2 separate regions of the Mus musculus genome follow, and region 2 is linked to region 1. The links are chromatin contacts, called in public HiChIP or PLAC-seq maps. All regions are on one chromosome and are shown on one strand. The core of a region is the stretch at or near the end of the contact, and the rest is flanking DNA. Distances in the headings are between cores, read along the strand shown. Region 1 has its middle 13 kb from the start of Dnase1. Region 2 overlaps Gm36359 (a long non-coding RNA gene).

What was found. HiChIP or PLAC-seq counts read pairs in DNA pulled down with a chosen protein or histone mark.
Region 2: an H3K27ac HiChIP or PLAC-seq map of embryonic stem cells shows a contact between it and region 1, with 2.9 times the contacts expected there. The contact joins two enhancer-like sites. A contact is called at or near these places in 4 of 39 promoter capture datasets (the 3T3-L1 cell line, the C10 cell line, embryonic stem cells and 1 more), 1 of 15 datasets of contacts at CTCF or cohesin (large pre-B cells), 4 of 484 Hi-C or Micro-C datasets (brain and embryonic stem cells), 6 of 115 datasets of contacts at active chromatin or transcription factors (embryonic stem cells, extraembryonic endoderm stem cells and stem cell-derived neural progenitor cells) and 2 of 9 other capture datasets (adipose tissue and liver).

What each region holds. Positions count from the first base shown.
Region 1 is chr16:4,021,231-4,027,637 of GRCm38.p6, reverse strand. No RefSeq gene overlaps it. Among named protein-coding and RNA genes, the nearest start is that of Dnase1, 13 kb to the left of the region's middle. Within about 2 kb of position 4,692, at least 3 of the 459 cell types and tissues checked have an H3K27ac peak or open chromatin away from gene starts, as enhancers often do. A contact at or near this core is called in embryonic stem cells, where this site is marked.
Region 2 is chr16:4,270,871-4,277,853 of GRCm38.p6, reverse strand. Gm36359 (a long non-coding RNA gene) reads left to right here. Exons shown (of 4, transcript XR_875865.2): 2 at 3,740-4,017. Among named protein-coding and RNA genes, the nearest start is that of Gm36359, 9.9 kb to the left of the region's middle. Within about 2 kb of position 1,578, at least 32 of the 459 cell types and tissues checked have an H3K27ac peak or open chromatin away from gene starts, as enhancers often do. A contact at or near this core is called in embryonic stem cells, where this site is marked.

The DNA.
Region 1 (6,407 bases), core at 3,443-5,942:
AGACACAGACATAGCCCCAATGCCATGCTCCAGCCACAGGTCTGGGAACAACTCTTAGGGGCAAGTGGAGTTGAAGTACAGGGTACTGGCTGTGGAATGGGAAGGCACCCCAAGGAGGAAATGGGAAAGGCAGCTACCCAATGTTAACTCTTAGATGAAGTCATACAACTCTGGGCACAGCACCAATTCTTCCATCTTCTCATTGTACACCCATGCCCACTCACGTGAGGGCAGCATTCTGGACTCTGAACTTTGCGGCTTGTAGAGAAGCACAAGTGCCCATCTGAGCGAGATTAGCACTTCTCCCCAGCTTGGGCAGGAACAGGAAGAGTTCCTAGGAGCTAGGGTAGGTTTAGCTTTTTGTCTTCTGATCAACTCAAAGCCAGGGTTGGCCAGACATGTAGATTTGTGGGGCCTGTGGGTCACTGGGGTAAGGCAGCAGTCTTCAAGAGCTCCTTTTCTGTCTTGGGATCCTGGGAGGAGGCATTAATCTACAGAAGCACTCAGCTCACCAATGACACCACAGCAGCAAGATGGAAAGACAGGCTGGCCATCAGCACTCTATAGAATTCTTGATAGTCACATTTACATGGTAGTTGGTTGTAGAAGAAGAAAACTGAATATTAGTGGAGTCAGAATCTTAATTTCCTGTTTTTTTTTTTAGTTTTATCACAGTCCTGACACAGTGGCTCACTTGTTCTGTTTGTATTAAGAGAGAGCCTGAAATGGCTAGACAACAGAGGCACACATGATGCAGCAGTTTCAACAGAGCAGGACAGAGCTCAGGGCCGGGAAAATGAGCTAAGTGACTTGTGACTATACCAGCTCCAGCTGGAAGGAGAGCCCAGACCACAGTGTGGGAAGCAGGGAACCCCTGAGTTCAGAGGACAGGGTTCAGAGTATCTGAAGTAGCTACAATTAACAGGGTAAAGTTGGACAGGAAGTATAGCCTCTAAGGTCAGGATCTGCAGAGAACTGCCTTGGTGCCTACAGCTCAGATTTACCCATGCTTGGGATGTGGAAGTAGGAAAACATCAAAACAAGGATATCTATATATCTATATGTAGGTATATATATATATAGTGTGTGTGTGTGTGTGTGTATCAACAAATGAACAGTCTTCAGAGTTCAAAGCAGGATAAGAACACTTTGGATACCCACACTTACCAAATCACAAGTATTGGGTAGAATACCCAGAGGGCTATCACTTGATTTTATTTATTTATTTATTTATTTGTTTGTTTGTTTGTTTTTGGGTTTTTTTGAGACAGGGTTTCTCTGTGTAGCCCTGGCTGTACTGGAACTCAATTTGTCTGGCCTCGAACTCAGAAATCCGCCTGCCTCTGCCTCCCAAGTGCTGGGATTAAAAGCGTGTGCCACCACTGTCCGGCAGGGAATCACTTTAGAAATAGGCTAAGTTAACTTTAGAGCCAAGGCAGCTCTGGACTACTTGATCTGAGCTTAGAAGCTTCTGAACAACACACACACAGCTCCTGAAGGAACTCTGCCTGCCAAGGCAAAATCTAACATGATTTAAAGGGATACAACAAACTTCACCAACAGTTAAAACTCCTGACACCCAATGAAAGGAACAAAGCACCTGTGAGTGTTCTCTCAGGAAGATGGAAGTTGGGTAGGGTTTGAAGGAACAGAGCTTTCCTATAGAGGAAAATTAAATATCAACTAGGAGGAAGCAAAAGAAAATGCCATATACCACCTCAGGCTGGAAACAGGTGCCAAAGGAAGGATTCAGATCTGACAAAATGGATGGTCCTTACTCCCCACTGGATGGTAAAGATCCTCTGCTGTTCTAGGCTGTGGCTGGTGGCCAAGAACTACCTGCAAAGATGACAACAAAATGAGCTAGAATGCTGTCAGAAGGAGTTGTGGGAAGACAAAGGCACCCTGGTATGAGATGGAGGTCACTTATAGGGATCTAACTTGAGATGACCATAGCCATCTTGGCTGTAACTGTCATTATGCCTACTATGATGCTGCCCTTCAGTCTACCCCCTAAAGGACGAACACAGCTAAGATACCTAAGCTGTTCTCTTTTTTTCTTAACATTTATTTATTTATTTATACATTTTATGCATACATGTATTTGTATGTGGCCATGTACACCAGTGCATGCAAATGCCTTCAGAGGCCAAAAGAAGGCATCAAATCCCCTGCAGTTGGAATTTACAGGCAGATGTAAGCACCTAACATCACGCTGGTAAACAAATTTGGACCCTCTGGAAGCGGTGCTCTCTCTTAACTGCTGAACCATTTCCCTAACACCTTTTAAATTAAAAAAAACTTATTATTATTGGTGTATGACATATGTATGGATACAGGCATGGGTGTGTCTCAGTGAACATGTGGTGTCAGGCACAACTCATAGGAGCTGGTTCTCCCCTCTCATCAGGTGAATCCTAAGTGCTGAATCAAGATTAGACTTGTAGCAAGGACCTTTACCCACTCAACTGTCAGCTGGTGGCGCACACCTTTTAATCCTAGCACTCAGGAGGCAAAAGCAGGTGGATTTCTGAGTTTGAGGCCAGCCTGGTCTACAAAGTGAGTTCCAGGACAGCCAGGGCTAAACAGAGAAACCCTGTCTCGAAAAAAAAAAAAAAAAAAAAGAAAAACCAAAAAACAAACAAACAAAAAAACCTGTCAGCTGGCCCTAACCATTTAACTGGGCTTTGACTCTATCAAGAATGGAGAAAAGCTGAAGGCATTTTAGTTGACTGCAGCTCCTTTGTCTAGATTGGTATATATGCTCCTCTCCTTGCCTTAGGATGTGGGGACACTGGTCTTTCCAATATCCAGGATATACTTCTACTTAAAGTCCCTGATAAACTGGACTTTGTAAGTTGGATATGGTGGTACAAACCTATAATCCCAGCACCTAAGGGGGTGACATAGAAGGATTGCCTCAAGTTTGAGGCCAGCCTGGGCTGCATAGTGAGTATCAGGCCAGCCATAGCTCCAAATCCAGACCCTATCTCAATTAAATGAAATAGTAAATAAGACTTTGCACAATCCTGAATCCATCTGCCTCTGTTTGGTTTTCCAGCCTCTTACACCTTTAGCAGGCTAGTTCTTACAGACTAAGATCTGGTTTTCCAAAACACTGAACTTACCAAGACATTGCCTAAGGTAATCCTTAATCCCTTGTGCCAGGCTGAATCAGAGGGCAGTACCAGCAAAGCACACAGAACCATCCTTGATAAAGATTAGCATCAGCAAGGGAGAAAGGCTTGTGTGCCCAGCCTTTCCCTGGCAGGGAGCATTCAAAGCTGAAAGGTCACTAGGAGTCACTATTATAAATTTTCAGAAGACACAACCAAGAATCATAAAATACTTTAAAAAAAAAAAAAAAAAAAAAAACACCTCGAGCTGGAGAGATGGTTTAGTGGTTAAGAGCCCTGGCTGCTCTCCCAGAGGTCCTGAGTTCAATTCCCAGCAACTACATGGTGGCTCACAACCATCTGTAATGGGATCCCATGCATCCTTCTGGAGTGTGTCTGAAGACAACTACAGTGTACTCATATAAATAATAAATAAATATTTTTAAAAGTAGCAAGTAAAATTTAAAAAAAAAGAAAACAAAAAAACAACAACAACAAACCTCACAGAAAGCTGATCCAGAAACAAGTGTTAAAGGAAGTGGCCAATAAAGGCATAGCCAGGGACTGTAACTACACTTCATACAGTCAAGAAGTTATGCGAGACCGGGCGTGGTGGCTCACGCCTTTAATCCCAGCACTCGGGAGACAGAGGCAGGCGGATTTCTGAGTTCAAGGCCAGCCTGGTCTACAAAGTGAGCTCCAGGACAGCCAGGGCTATGCAGAGAAACCCTGTCTCGAAAAACCAAAAAAAAAAAAAAAAAGAAGTTATGCGAGTACAAGGAAGGAACAGGGAGAATAAAAAGACTCTGAGTCCTTCAGAGGAAAAATATCTGAAATGAAAAAAAAAAAAAAAAGGTACAGGGGCTGGAAAGATGGGTCAGAGGCTAAGAGCACTGGTTGCTCTTGCAGAAGACCAGGGTTCAATTCCCAGCACCCATATTGGTGCTCACAGGCACCTGTAACTCCTGTTCCAGGAGATTTGATGCCCTCGTCTGATCTCCACAGGGACCAGGTACACATGTGGTAAAAATGCATGTGGGCAAAACATTTGTACAATGAAAATATAGATATAAAAATTTTTAACCAGTATGCTAGGTGAGTTAACAGCAGATAAACATGGAAAAACAAGAGATCGGTGATTTGAAGACCCAGCAATATAAACCATTCAAATAGGCACAGAAAGAACGTGTCAGACCCACCAAGCAGCATAATGTGTGTATGACTGACAACCCCACACAAAGGAAGCTAAATACATCTAAAGAAGCAACAGAAAACTTTAATAGCTGGGTGGTGGTGGCTCACGCCTTTAATCCCAGCACTTGGGAGGCAGAGACAGGCGGATTTATGAGTTCGAGGCCAGCCTGATCTACAGAGTGAGTTCCAGGACAGCCAGGGCTATACAGAGAAACCCTGTCTTGAAAAACAAAAAACAAAAAAAGAAAAAGAAAAGAAAACTTTAAACTATAAACTTACAGACCTGAGGTCAACTGTACCAGATAAACTCTAAGAAACCTGTAGCCTACCCCAGCCTTGAGCAGGCTGGTTCAGACCTGTTCCACCATTGAGAACGAGACCACCTAGGGTGGAGTCTTCCAATTTAGATAGGTCTGCCACCTCTGCCATTTTCTCCGGGACTCCGCTACCTGCTGAGAGGCTGAACCTGTTCTCCTGACACTATCCTGATGATATGAGATCCTGGCGTGGTGGGGGATGGGATCCCCCCCCCACACACTTTATAAGCTCAGACTCTCAAGTAAACTTTGGGCCTTGATCAGTATCCTTGTCTTGGTCTCATTATTTCTCTCCCCATTTTCTCCCATGCAGCCCCAGCCTCGCTATCAGGAACCTGGTTCGTGTAGCTGCGAGCGGCTACAGAAACCTGTTCTATTCTAGTCCTTACACGTAGAAACGTCTGCAAAGAGACAGATGGGAAAATCAAGTGTGCACACCAGACCCAGGAACACAGTGAGACAGAGGCAAGATAAGCTAAGAAGCCCATGTACCAGAACAGGCCGCGCAGGGCAGAAATAAAGGCCACTGAGGCAGGGGTGTGGACAGAGCTGCTCTCTCAGTGAAGCTCCATCTCCCATCACCACACTTTAGCTCAGACTCCCTTCAGAGGCCCATCACTCCCATACCAGAACCAGGTATGTGCACATGTAATAAATAAATCATCTTTCTACTGTCATCACTGAGGAATCAAACCTTCAGCCGACATCATACTAAATGGGGAAAAATTGCAAGTGTGTCTTCTAAAATTATTAACAAAACAGGCTATTTACTCTATCTGCTGTTTTTCAATATAATGGCTGAGTTCTTTCTTTTCTTTTCTCTTCTCTTCTTTTCTTTCTTTAACTAATTTATTCTTCTCTTATATTTTACATTCTGACCACTGTTTCCCCTCTCTCTTCTCTTCCCAGCCCTCCCCCCACCCTCCAGATCCACTCTTTCTCCATTTCCCTTCAGAAAAGAGCAGGCCTCCCAGGGATATCAACTCAACATGGCATAACAAGTTATTATACAACTGGGCACAAACCCTCATATCAAGACTGGATGAGGTAACCCAGTAGGAGGAAAAGGGTCCCAAGAGCAGGCAAGAGTCAAAGACAACCCCACTCCCATTGTTAGGAGTCCCACAAGAACAGCAAGCTACACAACCATAGCATATATGTAGAGGAACTAGCATAGACCATGCAGGGTCTGTGATTGTCACTTCAGTCTCTGTGAGTCCCCGTGAGTCCTGCTCAGTTGATTCTGTGGGCTGTGTTCTTGTGATGCCCTTGATCTCTCTGACCTCTGCAATCCTTCCTCTCTTCCTTGTGATTCCCCAAGCTCCACCTAATGTTTGGCTGTGGGTCTCTGCATCTGCTCTTAGCAGTTGTTGGATGCTGCCTCTCTCGTGAGGATTATGCTAGACTCCAGTCTATGCATATAGCAGAGTATCATTAGGAATCATTTCATTGACTTTTTTTTTTTTTCTTGCTTGCTTGCTTGTGTTTGGCTGTATCCCAGGTCTCTGGGCTCTCCTGCCTCTGCTTCCTGCCATCCAGGCAGTGCCAGGGGTGGGCTCCCTCTTGTGGCAGGGGTCTCAAGTTCCAGCTGTCATTGGTTGGCTATTCCCATAAGTTCTGCATGCACCACCTGCACACTGTGCAGGCAGGACAAATTGTAGGCTGAAGGTTTGTGGCTGTGTTCTTGTCCCAATCCCCACACTAGAATCCTTGTCTGGTTACAGCAGGTGGTTGATTCAGAATTAGTAGGCAGAACAACAAGGTAAGAGGAATACAAATA
Region 2 (6,983 bases), core at 329-2,828, 250 kb before region 1:
GAAGACTCTCGGTGTTGACTTCTGGCTTCCTCCATGCACCTGAGTGTACACGAAACGAGCGTGCGCGTGCGCGCGCGCGCACGCACGCACACACACACACACACACACACACACACACTGCACTATGTAATGTTAACCTTAAACTGAAAGAATCTGTGAAATTCTGAACTAGCTGTGTACCTAGAACAATGCAGAGTATCTTTAACTCATTACTGAAGCCCTGAAAAACTATCAAAATGTTTTTCAAAAGTTTATTTTGAAAAAGTATATTCAAGGACTGGAGAGATGGCTCAGTGGTTAAGAGTACTTCCAAAGGTCCTGAGTTCAATTCCCAGCAACCACATGGTGGCTCACAACCGTCTATAAAGGGATCTGATGCCCTCTTCTGGTGTGTCTGGAAATAGTTACAGTGTACTCATATAAATAAAAAAATAAAAAACAAAATTTAAAAAAGAAAAAGTATATTCAAAAGTTTTTCTGAATCAGAGAAAATCATGTGACACAGATCCAGAGAATCTTGGAAAATAACTCAGATAACGCTACGATTAAATTCAAATTTTGTTGTTGGTTTATTTTGGGCTCATAGCAGTTTCAGATAGAAAAATGTGTATAGTGGAAGACACTGGCCAATTTGCTTGTAAGAATCTTGAAATGAGCCGGGCGTGGTGGCGCACGCCTTTAATCCCAGCACTCAGGAGGCAGAGGCAGGTGGATTTCTGAGTTCGAGGCCAGCCTGGTCTACAAAGTGAGTTCCAGGACAGCCAGGGCTATAGAGAAACCCTGTCTCGAAAAAGCCAAAAAAAAAAAAAAAAGAATCTTGAAATGTCTTCTTTTTTTTTCACCCCCGAGACAGGGTTTCTCTGTATAGTCATGGCTGTCCTGGAACTCACTCTGTAGACCAGGCTGGCCTTGAACTCAGGAATCCGCTGCCTTTGTTCCCCTAGTGCTGGGATTAAAGGCGTGAGCCACCACTCCCCGGCTTGAAATGCCTTCTTAATTAACACAACACCAACTCATAGGCAAATCTCTGTCCATGTATACTTAGTACAACTACTATGGGACACAGTTGGTTGCTGCATTTGAATTCACCAAGTTGTTGGGCCTGGGGGGCTTGAGGAAGCCTTTGGACTCAGGGCACTGGTACTTGGCCCTGAGGTAGTCATTTCTAGTAGACAGACTTGATCCAGCCTGTTTCCGTGGGGCCACCCTCACCTGATTGTCCAGAATCCATAGCTGGTTCCCAGTTTTCAGAGTCAACGTTCTCTCTGCAGGAGTGAGTTTCAGAGGCCTTTCTCTCAGCAGGAAGCTGTATAAACTGAAGAGAGGCAGAGCCAGGAAGAAGACACAGCCTGTGTGGGCTCAGTTGGCTTCTCTGGAGCTTGCTTAACACCATGGGCAGACAGGAGTCAGCCGAGGCTTATTTGCTTGGGACTACTTTGAGCAGGAATAGGAAAAGGGTTCATTTTGTCCAGGATTTTAAAATGCTTCGAAAATAGTACTGATTCAATGTAAGTATTTAGTCACTGGCTGGGTTTCCCAATCCCTTCACATACAAGTGTGACAGTCAGTTCCCTAGTTCTTAAGAAAACCCTGAAAATGAGTCACCAACCTTTGGTGCCCAAGAGTCAGACTATTTTCCATGGTGCAACAAGGTTAGGTTCCCAGACTGGTAAGTAGCTTTTAATACTGAGCATAGGTGTGAACCGATGGTAAGCAAATGCAATGCAAAGAGAGACCCTCTCTGGGAGAAAGCTGGCGGTTTTATTTGTCATTCTATCCATTCTGTTCTAACTTAGCACAACTAGTTAGAAAGAAAACAATCCAGTTGGGCATGTTAAAAATTTTTCTGTAATCACAGCGCTCGGGAGACTGAGGCAGGAGGATTGCTATAAATTCAAGGCCAGCCTGGGTTCTAAACCAGCCAAGGGCAACATAATATTAAAACAAAACAAGACAAAAACAACAACAACAACCAACAACAAAAACCCTACCTTAATAACAGACTAGACTAGACTAGACTCAACTAAACTGGAAAGATCTCCCAGCAGTTAAAAAAAGAATACTTCACTTCCAGAGGACCCAAGTTCAGTTCCCAAGACCCACGCAAGGTAATGCCTGTAACTCTCACTCTAGGGATGCTCAACACCTCTGGCTGCCAAAGGTTCCAGCACTGACATGTACATACCCTTATACAAGTAGTATAGATAATTAAAAATAAATCTTTTCTTAAAAAGAAAAGAGTGGTCTTGCAGTGGTGGCATTTGGGAGACAGAGTGGGGTAGATATCTGAGCTCAAAGCCAGCTTGGCTACATAGTTCCATGACAGCCAAGGCTACACAGAGAAAACCCTGATTCATAAAGCAAAAGCAAAAGAAGAAAGAAAAGAGTAAATCAGGAAGCTCTAGCTCAGTGGGGAAGAGGCTATGTGTTTATCCATCAGGGAGAATTGCACGCGCCCCTCTCCCTCCCTTCCTCTCTCACCGCATTCTAAGCTATTCTGACTTACTATATAACCAAGGATGTTCTTCACCTCCTGCCCTCTCGATGGGACTCCATCCATGGGCCACACACAATGCCTGATTTATGCAGTGCTGGAGATCAAACCCTAGCCTTCTTGCATGCTAGACACTCTACTAACTGAGTCACAACCCCATCCCCACATCTGCTCCTTAAATAGTATCCTGTCGGTGGGAGGGGTCACTTTTCAACCTGGTGACCCCTCCCTGTGTAACTGGAAACTAGCAGCAGCACCCTGTCTCTTCTCATCTGGAGATATGTCAACTGGCAGCCAGTAGATCAGGGCCATAATGCCCTTTCTGAAAATAGGAGGGCTGGAGAGATGGCTCAGTGGTTAAGAGCACTGGCTGCTTTTCCTGAATTCAATTCCCAGCAACCACATGTGGCCCACAACCATCTGTAATGGGATTGATGCCCTCTTCTGGTGTGTCTGAAGACAGCTACAGTGTACTTGCACACATTAAATAAATAAATATTTAAGATAAAAAAAAGAAAAGAAGAGGTCTTATTTAATAAATTCTTAAAGCTGGGAGGGATTTGAGAGTAAGCATCAAAATCCAGGAAGTTATCTATATACATATACATATACATATACATATACATATACATATACATATACATATACATATACATATACAGGTTTAAATTTACTGAATCATTTTTGCTAGGAAGCTTCTTCCCCCAACCAAATTTGTTGCTTTTTTATGCTATTGTGAGGCATTTGTTTTAATTTCATGGTTTTCAAAAGTTTACAGTTTTACAAAATTGGATGTTGATGAAATCCATTAGAGTGTTCATTGTCTGGTGAATTTGACATCCATCTGTCTTGCGTATGTTTCCACTGGTGGCTTTCAATGGTCTTGACATGTATCGGACATACACCGACCTATTAAACACACATATAAACACTCATGCATTGAGACCCAGCTGGGTCATAAAGTATGGCTGTCTCTGACGTGGATTCAGTTTTGCACAAAGGGAGTCTGGTGTCTCTACAGAAAAGCGCACACACTGGGGTGCTCTGGGGCGCTGGTTTAAAAGGGGTCCCTTCCAGCTCAGCAACTCTCCCTTTGCTTCTCTCTACTCACCACCCTTACGTTTGCAATAAACCTGACAAAAACTTCCAGAAGGAAACTAAGAACACTCACATTGGAAGGAAATGTTGGCAGGCAGCCAGAGACTGAAAGTACACTAGCTAATTTTGCTCTTGTTTCTCTGCCAGTAACTCCTTGGCCTCCGCATACCCAGCACAGGCCGGCCCCAAAGACAATTCTGATCATGTCGAAAACTCTTGGCTCTGAAGCCGATGAATCATGGCAACTTGAGCTTCCTCTCCTCTGGATGGACCAAGTGTTTCTCCTCACAGAATCTGTCAGCCCTGGTGATGGGACAGTGAAGACTTTCCGAGGGTGATAAAGCCACTCAGCTTGCTTGTCACACAGAGGGTGGGACCAGCAAAAGAGGTCCACTTCAGCTGCTGTCCCTCATTTCCAGATAGAGGTGACCCTTCATTTTACTACAGAGAGGGAAGGAGGAGGAAGGGAGGGGGAGGGAGGGAGGAGAGGGGAAGAGGGAATGGAGGCTTGAGGCCTGTGGTACTCGCCTGAGGAAGCTGAGACAGAAGAACCTTCAAGTTTGATAATAGCCTGGGCCACAGGATGAGACCCTGTCCAAAAAAGGGAAGAAAAACATGCAGGAAATGAAGACTGGAGGGAGGAAGGGAAGCAAGAAGGCAGCCTCTCGACTCCTGTGTACATGGAAGCTAATTTGCAAATACATCCTCTAGTCTGCATCTTCTGAATACAACTCCGGCCTCAGGTGTCTCCTCCACTCACTCTGCAGTCCAGAGCTTTACCCCCAGCTCAAGGAGCAGGCTGCTCCGTGCCATTATTTATCTTCTGAGTCTGTGGTGCTTGGGATAGATCCCAGGGCCTCCTGATGCTAAGCAAGTTCTCCAGCACTGAAATGGTACAGTCCGAGCACACAGCCCAACACCCAGGCAGAGGTTAAGCTAATCCTATGGCGTGCTGGGGTCTGACCCAGTCCATCCACAGTCGGCAAGGCAACCCAGAACATGCTGGGTACAGGTGGAACCTTTTGGATTTCTTAAACGAGGAACAAAGGACCTAAAGTGATTTAGGAAATAAGAGTTGAGGGTCCTTCTCCCAAGAATGTTTTTATGGGGTTGGGAAGGAGGTTGGGATAGGTTAAATACCAGCATGTGAGCCCTGAGGAGACAGGCAGTCCTGCAGGGGAGCCAGCAATGGCTGTAAGGCTATCCCAGAGGAAGGCTGCTGGCCTCTTTAGCCAGAGGCCTAGGTGACCCAAAGAGGCCAGAACCACCATCCCAACAAGATTCAAAGCCTTATGAATTTTCTGGGAAGGCAGAGGGTCTTGTTCCATGCAAAGAGCAGAGCCAGGGTACCCCAGGCCTGGAATGTGTCTAGAGATAAATGTTTGGAGCTGTGCTGGATAGTGTTATGTCAAATTAACACAGCTAAAGTCATCTCAGAGGAGGGAACCTCAATTTAAAAAAAAAAGTCTTCATAAAATCTCATTGTAGTAAGCCTGTAATTTCTTAATTAAAGATTGACTTAGTTTGGGTTTTATTGCTGTGAACAGACACCATGATCAAGGCAACTCTTATATAGGCAAACATTTCATTGGGACTGGCTTGCAGGTTTAGAGGTTCAGTCCATTATCAAGGCAGGAAGCGTGGCATCGTCCAGGCAGGCGTGGTGCATGGACCTGAGAGTTCTACATCTTGATCTGAAGGCAGCCAGAAGGAGACTGTCTTCTGTAGGTAGCCAGAAGGGGGAACACTCTTCCACCCTGCAGAGAGCTTGCAGAGAGCACCACCCCTACAGTGATGAACTTCCTCCAACAAGGCCACACCTCCCAGTAGTGCCACTCCCTGGTCCAAGCATTCAAACCACCACAGTGATTATGGGTGGTGCTGTCCCTGGGCTGGTGGTCCTGGGTTTGACAAGAAAGCAATTTGAGTAAGCCATGAGGAACAAAGCAGTAAGCAACATCCCTCCATCCTTTGCATCAGCTTCTGCCTCTAGGTTCCTGTCACTTGAGTTCCTGTCCTGACTTCCTTCGATGATGAACAGTGATGTGGAAGTGTAAGGCAAATAAACGCCTTCCTCCCGGCTTTTTTTTCAGTCATGGTGTTTCAGTGCAACAATAGAAATCCTAACTAGGACAGCCAACCTGGTGCAAAGAGACTTACTGGACTGAAGTCTCATCAGGAGAATCCTAAATGCCAGCCCAAGGGTCAGCTTTGGAAGCAGGCTCTTCACTACAGCAGCAGTTCTGAAATGTTCCAGAGTCTGTTATAACTGTGTTCTGAGACATCATGTGCAATTTTACCATCCACACTGGATGGATGGACGGATAAAGGGAGGGAGGGAGGGAAGGAGAGAGTCGTGCCCTCAAGAAGGCAAGGTGGGCCATAGAACATGGTCCCCTGGGGAGGGTGGGCAGCCATCTTACAGCTGTGCAGGAGCTGTCGCCAGTGCAGACAACATGGGAAGCAGGTGACCTTATGGTCCTTGTCTCTGAAAAATGTGGCTGTACCTCTGACAGAGGTGTGGGGAAACCAGAGACAGCAAAGAGAGTTTGTGTGTCACCTTCTGGCCAGAACCCACATTGAGCTCAAGACAACAGATACAAAGCTGAGCCAGGCATGATGATGAGCACCTGTAACACCAGCACTTGGGCGGTAGCAGCAGGTGGAGCTCAAGGCTGAGCTTCATGGTGCTTTTAAGATTAGCCTGATGCCAGGCGATGGTGCCACATGCCTGTAATCCTAGCACTCCAGAGGCAGAGGCAGGAGGATATCTGTGAGTTTGAAGCCAGCCTGGTCTACAGAGCAAGTTCCAGGACAGCCAGGACTACACAAAGAAAATCTATTTTGGGAGGAAAAGAAAGATTCACCTGATCTGCAGAGCAAAACCCAGTCCAGAAAACCAAAAGGAACAAAAAGCTCTTAAATTTGCTAGCCTGCAAAGTGTCCTATACAGAAAGGCCAATAAAGGGGAGCCAAGGCCAGTGTACAGTCAGACCAAGAGTTCTTCCCTGCCTGTGCCCCAGGGTAGGGAACAGAGCTGGGGCCCTTTGTTTCCTCCACATGAGAATCCCACATCCCATGTCTCAGGAAGAGCTCCTGCAGGACTGCCTCTGGACACAGATATTCCCAACTGCTGTGGTTTCTTGGAAGTAAGCCAAGAATAAGCCTGTGGCTTAAATTCCTCACACTGCTCAGTGTACGTGGCTGGCTCACATACTAAAGCTTAATGCTGAACAAAAGTATTCTCAGTGAAGCCTGGGCAGAGCTGCATGTTCTTGTCTCTCTGCTCCAGGATTAATAAAGCTGAAGCCTGTAGTTCATAAAATGTCTTTTTAGAAAATATTAGGTTAATCTCTTTGTATATTTGTGAATGCATGTTCTTGTACGAATG